3 separate regions of the Mus musculus genome follow, and regions 1 and 3 are each linked to region 2. Evidence: chromatin contacts called from public Hi-C and HiChIP or PLAC-seq data. All regions are on one chromosome and are shown on one strand. Each heading gives the region's core, a stretch centred on a gene start, on an enhancer-like site or on the middle of the called end of the contact. The rest is flanking DNA. Distances are from core to core; before and after follow the strand shown. Region 1 overlaps Ndufaf2 (NADH:ubiquinone oxidoreductase complex assembly factor 2). Region 2 overlaps Gm31452 (a long non-coding RNA gene). Region 3 overlaps Zswim6 (zinc finger SWIM-type containing 6).

Region 1 (3,135 bases), core at 41-2,540, 980 kb after region 2:
CTGGGCTACAGTGCAAGAGCCTATCTTTCAAAACAAAACAATTTCTTTCTTCTTTTTTTCCCTCTCTCTTAAGTTGAAGTTTGCAGGACTAATGCCACACGTTTGTCATGAAAAAAATATTATAATCCCTTCCCTCGAAGCAGCTACTTTACACATTCTATTTGCCTCTGAGTGGTCGTTTGCAGGGCTAGGGATGCACGTGGAGGCTCAAGTGTGTTAGTAAAGCCTTAAGCATGGGCTCTAACCCAGTGCTCACCTGCCCTTTACGGTCACCTGCCCTTTACGGTGCCAGCCAAGGCTGAAACAAGGATCAAAGAACTGCTGAAGAGCTACACGGAAGGCTCTGCCTCTTAAGCATTCTGCAGCAGCCATGAAACACCACATCACGCCTTTGTTCTTCAGATTTAAGCTTTGTGAGTTAACTCTTTTTGACTAGAAATGAGTTATCCCGCCCGTTTCCCAAAAGCCAACAGTTACAGATCAATGTGCAATATCTGCATGGATATTTTGAACTGGACTGTTTTCTCCTTCACAAGTATGAACCTGGAGTTTCCAACTGGAAGGGAAGGAGCTATTGCCGGTGTGAACTATCACCAAGAGAATTTACCATCATCCTTTTCTGCAGACTTAGCGCTGATAGGAGTTGTTATTTAATACACGGCACAGGCCTCGACTTCACCAGTTGGGCCTAACTATCCTCCACAGTCAAGTCCTACCCCAGCGCAGTGTTAGGTTTCCTGAACTTAGCTGTCCACAACACTGACATGACAGGGCTGAAGTTTGATGGAATGTCTCCCAACTTATGTTTTCTGATCATTTTCTCATGTTATATTAGGCTTATGCATTTTGTAAGTTATTTTACAGATGATGCCGTATTCTATGCCTTAAACAAGAAGATACTCGTAACATCAATTTTGTATGGCTTAGCAAAACATTTGACCATCTGGCTAGGGTTTTGTCTGCCAGATTTATCTGGTAAGAAGGTCTAGTTCCCCTTTTGTAAGCAGTACGGAATTCACGGTGCTATGCTTTCAGCCTGGGAGGCCTGCTAGAACACAGAAAGCAGGCGTTTCAGTATCTGTAGATGACACTTCCCCGAATCAGTGATGGCTTTGAGAGAAGGAAATTGTAACAATTAACTTTATTGTTTCTTCTACTAAATGGTCAGCAGCAGATTACAACTAAAAATTTTCCAATCAGTTCCTGGTTTTTAGCACCAGGTCACCCACATTCAGTTTCCAGACACTGCTGACTGACTATAAAGCACTGTGAGTTCTGTGCTCACGTTGGGTTACTTCCTAACCGTTTTTGGCAAGGCTGTTACCAACTGTCTGTATGCTTTCTAGCCCCCAAAGCATAGATGCCATCTTGGCCTTTTAAAATGTTCTCTGTTGCTGTCATTTCCATTAGACTTGTAAATGTGAAGTGCTCCGTTAACTCCCCACCTTAGGAATGCCGTATCTTTCCCTAGTTCCAAGTTTACATAATTGGCACACAAGATGGAACTCCTGGGATATGCTGTTTGTGCACTTCCATGTTTTCTGAGAGTCACCCATATTCATAGTCCACTTCTCTCAGTCTGTGGTGCTGGACCCCAGAGTGTGAACATGCTACAGTTTCCTTATACGTTTCGACCACAATCCTAAAAAGATGAGATTTGGGGTAAGAAGGGTCTACTTTTCGCAAGAACATATACTCCTACCCTGTAATTTAAGTCTACAGGAAAGTAGGGCTATATATGCCTAAGAATACAGAGCACAGAGAACTCAATAAATATCGGTTACTTGGAGACAACGTTGAAATAAATAGGCCTTAAAAATTCAGAAGCAATCTTCCTCTCTGAATGTTAAACTGCAAAATCAACATATTATAGGCCAGAGCAGGGAAGTGGCAGGCCAGCAGCCTCTGACTAGAATATAACTGCAGTAACAGTATGAGAGACGCCGGGCGTGGTGGCACATGCCTTTAATCCCAGCACTTGGGAGGCAGAGGCAGGCGGATTTCTGAGTTCGAGGCCAGCCTGGTCTACAAAGTGAGTTACAGGACAGCCAGGGCTATACAGAGAAACCCTGTCTTGAAAATAAAACAAACAAACAAAACAGTACGAGAGACACGGCACTCAGAATAGGGAGCAGAGAAGAGGAGACTCGAGAGACAAATGCTGGCAGATAATCCTGATAAACACTGTCCTGGAGAGTCTTAGCCAGCACATGACACTTTTTGATTCCAATCTATCAGACTCTGCCTTATATTGAGAGACAACAGAAACAACAACCGTTCCCAAGCACTTGCACTGCTTGGTCAGCCTGAGTCAGTTGTAAGATGGACAGAATAGGCAACACTAAATAAGTATGAAGCAACTAAGCATTTAATTCATACATTCCCCTCATTTGAATACTAACCAAGCTCCTGTTGCCCCCACTGTAATCCAGTACTTGGAGTTCTGGTAACCACTTCAAGACCATGCGATTCAGAGTTAAACGACCTTCAGCCTAGACAATGAGTCTCTGGAGCTTCCAGCCCAGAGTCCAGATCATGGTCCAGGAAGCAAGCAAAGCCACGCTAAGTGCGCCTACACATCTCCCGAACTTAGTCCACATCAGCACCATTTCCAAGCGCCTCTGACTGCTCTGTCTCCATTGGTTCCTTGAACTCCTTTTTCCCTTCATGAAGCACATGTTAAAAGTAAAGACGGCAGACTGTTAATATTATAGCTTTCTTTTTTACTGTCTGTAAACATATTACTGAATCATCATGCATTTTGTCAATAATTAGCAATAAACATAACCACTTTTCAAACAGAAGACTGCATTATGCTTCCAACTATTGTTAGTCTGAAAAGAACGATATTTTTAAACATTTGCTACTAATGGCTTCTAATAGACTAAGAGTCAGGGAAAGTCTACCTCATTAGCTTTGTGAAAGAGAGCTCACATTGTACCGCACTGAAGGCCGCGTGCTGAGCCGTCCTGACATACAGTACCTGAATGTGAACCCCTCTGAAAACAGAGCAGGCAATGTTCAGCTTGGAAATATGTTTTACAAGGTTAATCTATAATTGTTAGATGGAAACTCAAGCTCATTTCTCAAATCTGTCTATAAAATCCAACCTCATAGTAACAAATCAAGCTCTGT
Region 2 (2,988 bases), core at 385-2,884:
TAATTACTGATATCTGACAGCATGCCTCAAATTCACTCCGGAGATTTATTTAAAAGGCAGATATTTTACAACCTCCTACTCAGAAAATTCTTAAGTCCGCAAGGCCTAGGAATCTGCATTTTAGAACTGAGCCCTAGAGTGACCATTTAAATAGCATCATCCCCCTAGTGGTGCATATTTGAAATTGCAGATGAAGCAAATTTGTAGCAGTTTATGTTGACTTTTTCACATACATGTATATTTTATGTGTAAAGTAATATTTTACACCTATAAGGACACTGGCTATAAGTAATCTAACTTTAAGGGGTGGAAGCTCTATCACCAGTAATTATGGTGATTATGTGGAGACAGCTCTCAGAAATATTAACATGAAAATGTGAGCTTGGTAAATAGTAATTAATCGGTTATCATGATGTTAGAGAACAGTATTAGCTTTGAAACCACAGCCTGGTTGACTATTAGGGTGCTATGAAATTAGTATAATTGCAACAGTGCAGGCAAGATCAAAAGATACTGGCTTTTCCTAAATGTCATATAATGTTCACAGGGACACCTGCAGCTCAGCTCAAACCACCCAGGACAGAAGATCGACCCAGTCCCCAGGGGTGTATATTCCCCTAGCCAGGATAGAGCAAGTTCTTGTTAGAATGCTAGTAGTTTGTCATTTAGGGTTGAAAATGTCTCCTTCAGAGTCTCAGCCCACACCAGTTCTCTTACACCAGTCCCGTTGTTCCGTAGTTCCTGGGGCTCAGAGGCCTTCCACCTCCCCTGGGCTTGCAGTAGTAGATGGAAGGTCAGGGGCAAGGTAGGGGCGGAGCTCTATCTGGGAGGACATACTGTGTCTGCAAGCAGGTGTTCTGGTAGATAATTCTGGCTTTGCACTCGGTTTGTTTGTTCTCAGAGTCTCCCAGAGTTTTTCTTATACACCCACCCCATGCTTTCCCTCGTTTGGCACAGACCCACTTTTGAGTTAGAAGATTATCTAGTCCAAATCACTTTCATTCCAGATGAGGAAGCAGCTGTCACAATTGCGGAAGTTCCAGCCAGCAGCAGACAGCTGTCTGTCTGGTGCTGATATCTTGGCATGGACCAATAGGACCCTCAGGTCAACTTCTTTTCTGAAGCTATCTTTCAGCAGTTGTTTATTCTCTGATCTCCCTCTATAACAGACCTCCCATCCCTTTCCCGCTCATTGTTTGTTTGTTTTTATTTTGTTTCTTTGAATCTCTGTCTCCCCTTCATCTTGACTAGCTGTTTAATACATGAAAAACTTGAGAAAAATCAGGCTTTATTCTAAGAGAAACCCAAATGAAACCTCAGCCATCAAACCTTCACTAACTAAATTATGCAGTGTTTGTGTCACCTCCTGATTTGTTTTTGTGGGTTAAGCCTCTCAAAGGGAAAAAAGGCTCATTTGTTGCAACCCGTAGGAGAAAGACTTGGAAGGAGGAAATAGAAAACAAGAGGTAAGCTGAGCCGAAGGATCACATATCCAGCGAAAGGAATACGAAATGAGAATCTGGACATGCCCGCGTGTATTTTTCCATTTGGAAACAACGCGGTCACAACTGGTGTATTTACTGTTTCCTCTAGACTCACTTGCCCTTGGGGGTAAGTACTCTGCAAGAGACGCTAGCCTGCCCCCTAGTGGCTGCTGAGGACATGCACTCGTATCCCAGGGCTGCGGCTTGACTGTCCGCAGAGAGAAGCTGAGGAAAGTCACTCTGAGAGGGAGCAACTCTCCTGTAAATACAGTAGATGGAGACACACACTGAAAGACTGGATCCCCATGAGCCTCGATTTCATTTGCTCTGAGAAACTGTTCAGCATTCTGAATTGTCGAAGATAGATAGATTTGAATTTAATGTATGCATGATGCTTCATGCGACCAGTGTTTGATTTGTAAAACACAACAACAAAAAACCCTAATGTGAAGATTTTAAGTACAAGCGGTACCTGAATCTGCTGACCTTTCACACTATTAATTTGTGCAGAGCTTTAGCGTAGGAGGAGACAAGGATACAGAAGTTAGGGAAGCCCAGATCCCGTTCTTTGGGACCCTCTGATGGGAAGGAACACATATTTGCACATAGTTACAACACATGGCAGAGGTACAGCCAGAGAGGCGACATGTATGCCGATGTCTTATTTAATATTTATCATGAAGGTTTTTATATTGTAAATTAAGTGCATTTATCTTTTGTTATCTGAGAAGAAATCTGTAACAGTGGATTTCTGTGGCGTGCAATAAAGACCTTCCTACATAGGAGGAGAAAGTTCAGAAAGGTCAAGTAATTTGCACTCATTGAGCAGCAGAGAAATATCATCCCTGCGATTCAAATTTGGCTGTCTGCTTTTACTGTCGGCTCAATTAACTTTGACAGAGCTATACTGAGAGCCTACCCGGCACCAGCTTTGTGCTGGAGGTGTGAAGAGGAAGATGCCATTACCGGTCTTAGGGTTAGTGTCCTGCAGGGAACTAGACTGTGAAGAAAAACTTGCACTCTGTTGTGACTGATGCGGTAGTGGACATGCGCAGATTTTACCTCTGGAGCCCAGTGGCAGGCCTTCTGTCACCTGATCCCGATAACTGACTGTGAGCGACTGATTAGGAATTTGTCACTTGGCCTAAGGCAATCATATTTAAAATAGATCTAATAATGGGTATCTGCCCAGGAGGTTAGACCACTCATGGATGACAGCCAGATGTGTCAGAGACAGCAGCCAACAAGAGAAACTCAGAAAAGTCCAGAATCAAAGTAGCAAGCAAGCAAGCAAGCAAGCAAGCAAGCAAGCAAGCAAGCAAGCTGGTGTGCCCGAGCATGGATGGCATCCCTGCATTTGGGAGACAGAGACAGAAGTTTAAAGTCATCCTCAGCTACATAGAATAGTGGGGAATCAGTGTTGGGAAACATTAAAAGCAAAATGAAACAAAATAAGTGGAGGGAGCAGCTGAATTGGTAGGGAGGAAGGCAGAGGCTAAAGAGT
Region 3 (3,339 bases), core at 202-2,701, 730 kb after region 2:
AGAACACCCTTAAATTCTGTCAGTTTAGCACTGCCCTCAGAAGCCCTTGGGTAATTTGTGACTGACCATTTTGCCTCTGCCAAACTTGCAAAGTCCAAGTTTGTGTGGTGTATTTTTTCTTAGTCTATAAGCCTCTTCACATAATTAAACCCTCGTGACTCACAGGATGGGTGACCACGACGCCTAATGGAATGATCAAGATCACGCAGAAGAAGTTGGATTTTTTTTTTTAAAGAATTACTTATTTACTTATTATGTGAGTACACTGTAGCTGTCTTCAAACACACCAGAAGAGGGCATCAGATCCCATTACTGATGGTTGTGAGCCACCATGTGGTTGCTGGGAGCTGAACTCAGGACCTCTGGAAGAGCAGTCAGTGCTCTTAACTGCTGAGCCATCTCTCTCTAGCTCCAGAAGATGTTTCTTAACAGTCAATTAAAATGAACAGCAGAGGTAACTTCAGCAGCCAATCAAAGCAGCCTTTCTTTGTTAACCTAGTCAAGTCACTGAAGTTTTCCAGGAAGTTCAGTGACCCCTTTTCAGAGCCTTCATCCAGGACTGTCCCAGGTCCACTACCCACACCTCAAGTTGCCTAAACACCCTACACACAAAAATAGCTAATAAATTTGTGATTCTCACTCACATTAACCAAGAGCTAGAAGACGAACAAAACTCTCAGCTATGACTAAGCAAAATGATTTAATTAAGTCAAGAAAAACAAATGTGAACGGTGAAGTTAACTGTTAACAGGCACAGAAAAGGGACAGATTTAAGAGAAAAACAGCTCTAAGCCTAGTAAAGATGCCATCATGGTTAAAGCCAACATTTTTCTTCAAAGGCTAATGTGTCAGCCTCAATAACCCAGAGCTATCGTGTCCAGGATGGTTTTCATGCAGATATTTTCGAATTTGACTCTTTTTCACTTATATTTCCCTATTTTTTGATCTCTGCTTTACACTGCATGAGAGCTTCTTAGATTTCTTTCCTGTGCCAAGTCAAAAATAAAAATGGATTTTAGTAACAAAAGTCAAAGGTCTCAGTATCCAGCAAAAACCACCTTTCTGTTCCTTCATCCGAAAAATCTGCAAGACTTTACAGTCTCTTCCTTTCTCAAAAGAGGGGAAATAGAGTTTGAAATATCCAAGTTAATATGTAAGTTATATTTGGTTTTGTTTAAAATTAAACAGAAGCCGTACCGAACTTACAAAAAAGAAAGTTGTTGTCTTTTACTACAAAGTATCATTATCGACAATCTTAGTATTAAAAACTCCTAACCTGCTCCCTCACCCCAAGGTTTCTGTAACCCTCTCCGGCACCCAAAGCGATCCGACCCTCTCGTTGTCAATCACTTACGGATCCCGCCCTGCCCCGCCCCTCCCCGCCCACTCCAGCAAGCAGAGTCTGAGCACCGCTCTGGCCTGGGGCTGAACCGGTGGCGCTGACGTCAGCTGGCGACCGCGGCCGCATTCCTAAACAGTTCAGACAAACCCAGTGGTGGGAAGCTTCGAAAGCCCTCAGCTGTAGTGAGGGAAGCAAGGGCTTGGCTGGCAGCCAGACTCCTGAGCTCAGCATTTTGTAATGCACTTCCTTTTTACTTAACAGCTTGCATAATGCCCTTAACCCTTTCTTACCTGCATCTCACCTTTAACCCCTTCTTTTCTGGGTCCAAAACATTCCTTGCAACTCAGTCTTCCCATGAGTCTGTAATATGTTCTCACCAAATCACAACTGATTGACTTTTAATACTGCTGAAGACGGAATTTAATTAAACACACATGCTCCCCACTACCTAACTAAAGTACCCAAATTTTGCTTCTGAAAATAACGTTAATTTTTAAGCATAAAAACATTTTATTAATTCTTAAGCCTTTTTTTTCCTAATGATAATAATACTGAAGAATAAACTAGGACCCTGAGCAGGCTATGCATGGGAACGCTATCGCTGAGCTACACTGCAGCACTAAATATTCTAATATTCTCAAGACCCTTCATAATTTATGCTTTCAGAAACTTTTTTGTGTATATATAGAGTAGCTTCAAATAGGTCACACTGCAGAGCAAAGGGCATACAGTGGCAGAATAGCTACCCAGCCCTATCTCTGGCAGCATGGTGCTCAGTAGGGACTAACTCCACAGCTAGACAGCAAGTTTAAGGTCAGCCTGGACTACATTAAACCATCTTTAATTACAACACCTCCATGGAGCATCACTGGATCCCAGGCAACACCTGCACTGGACATTGAGTGTGTGCACACCTCCTTCACAGAGGCTGTCTAGCACCCTCTCGCTGCTGCTACCTGAAGCTGCACATCTTCTCGAGCATCTCTCGAGCTCTGCATTTTGTACTGTGTGTTCCCTTTGTGACACACGACTGCAGAGTCTTTGCTCAGCCGCTGTTACCAAAATTCTTTTTGGAGAACAGATTTCAGTACTTTAATGCACACTGTTCATCCTTGGGATGCAGCAGGGCATGTTTACCCTTTAAGAGCAGATTGCTTCTTTGTAGACGATCCCACCATACCCTTTGTTCAATTTTCTATTGGTCTTTCAGTCTTCCTAATGTGTAGTTGCTTTACTTAAAATTCATTTTTATTTTGTTTTTGTTTTTCAACAGGCTGAAGAGGTGGCTCAGCAGCTAAGCGCACCTGAGCTCTTGGAAGGGGATCGAGGTTTTGTTCTCGGTACCCACAATACAGGCTCACAACTGCCTAAAACTCCAACCGCAGGGGATCTGACACCCTCTTCTGACCTTCCAGGCACCTAGACATACATATACTTAGGCACACACAAATATACATAAAAGACCTGAATAAATCTTCAAAAAATTTTACATATACATGAGTGTGTGTGCACAGCATACATGTACAGGTCAGAAGACATCCTCAGAGAATTGGTTTTCCCCATGTGTGTCCACCATATGCATCCTAGGGATCCAACTCAAGCCATTAGACTTGGTGGCAGTTGTCTTCTCCTGCTGAGCCATCGTGTCATACTGGGGTGGTCTGAGTGAAAGTGGCCCATAAACTCATAAGAAGTGACATTACTGAACATGTGGCCTTGTTATAGTCTTGTGGTTGTTGGAGGAAGTGTGTCACAGGGGTGGACTTCCCACTGTGACAATGATGGACTAAATCTCTGAACTGTAAGCCAGCCCCTATTAAATGTTTTCTTTTGTAAGAGTTCTTGTGGTAATGGTGTTGCTTCAAAGCAATAAAACCCTTAACTAAGACACATACTATGCCTTTCAATATATTCTTTAGGGATTTTTTTTTTTAAAGAGAAAAAAATAATGCAGAGATTGGCCAGATGGCTCAGCAGTTAAGAGTATTCCCTGCTCT

Evidence for each region. Hi-C and Micro-C count contacts between places; a contact is called where the count stands out from the background. HiChIP or PLAC-seq counts read pairs in DNA pulled down with a chosen protein or histone mark.
Region 1: a contact with region 2 is called in an H3K27ac HiChIP or PLAC-seq map of microglia, with 7 times the contacts expected there. The contact joins two enhancer-like sites. A contact is called at or near these places in 2 of 115 datasets of contacts at active chromatin or transcription factors (embryonic basal ganglia and microglia).
Region 3: a contact with region 2 is called in a Hi-C map of CD8 T cells, with 6 times the contacts expected there. The contact joins two enhancer-like sites. A contact is called at or near these places in 1 of 484 Hi-C or Micro-C datasets (CD8 T cells) and 2 of 115 datasets of contacts at active chromatin or transcription factors (astrocytes and pancreatic cancer cells).

What each region holds. Positions count from the first base shown.
Region 1 is chr13:108,076,676-108,079,810 of GRCm38.p6, forward strand. All of the region lies in intron 3 of Ndufaf2 (NADH:ubiquinone oxidoreductase complex assembly factor 2), which reads right to left. Among named protein-coding and RNA genes, the nearest start is that of Smim15, 34 kb to the left of the region's middle. Within about 2 kb of position 1,291, at least 16 of the 459 cell types and tissues checked have an H3K27ac peak or open chromatin away from gene starts, as enhancers often do. A contact at or near this core is called in microglia, where this site is marked.
Region 2 is chr13:107,100,142-107,103,129 of GRCm38.p6, forward strand. The region is part of intron 4 of Gm31452 (a long non-coding RNA gene); the gene reads left to right. Among named protein-coding and RNA genes, the nearest start is that of Gm41051, 20 kb to the right of the region's middle. Within about 2 kb of position 1,635, at least 105 of the 459 cell types and tissues checked have an H3K27ac peak or open chromatin away from gene starts, as enhancers often do. A contact at or near this core is called in CD8 T cells and microglia, where this site is marked.
Region 3 is chr13:107,829,905-107,833,243 of GRCm38.p6, forward strand. The region is part of intron 5 of Zswim6 (zinc finger SWIM-type containing 6); the gene reads right to left. Among named protein-coding and RNA genes, the nearest start is that of Zswim6, 58 kb to the right of the region's middle. Within about 2 kb of position 1,452, at least 111 of the 459 cell types and tissues checked have an H3K27ac peak or open chromatin away from gene starts, as enhancers often do. A contact at or near this core is called in CD8 T cells, where this site is marked.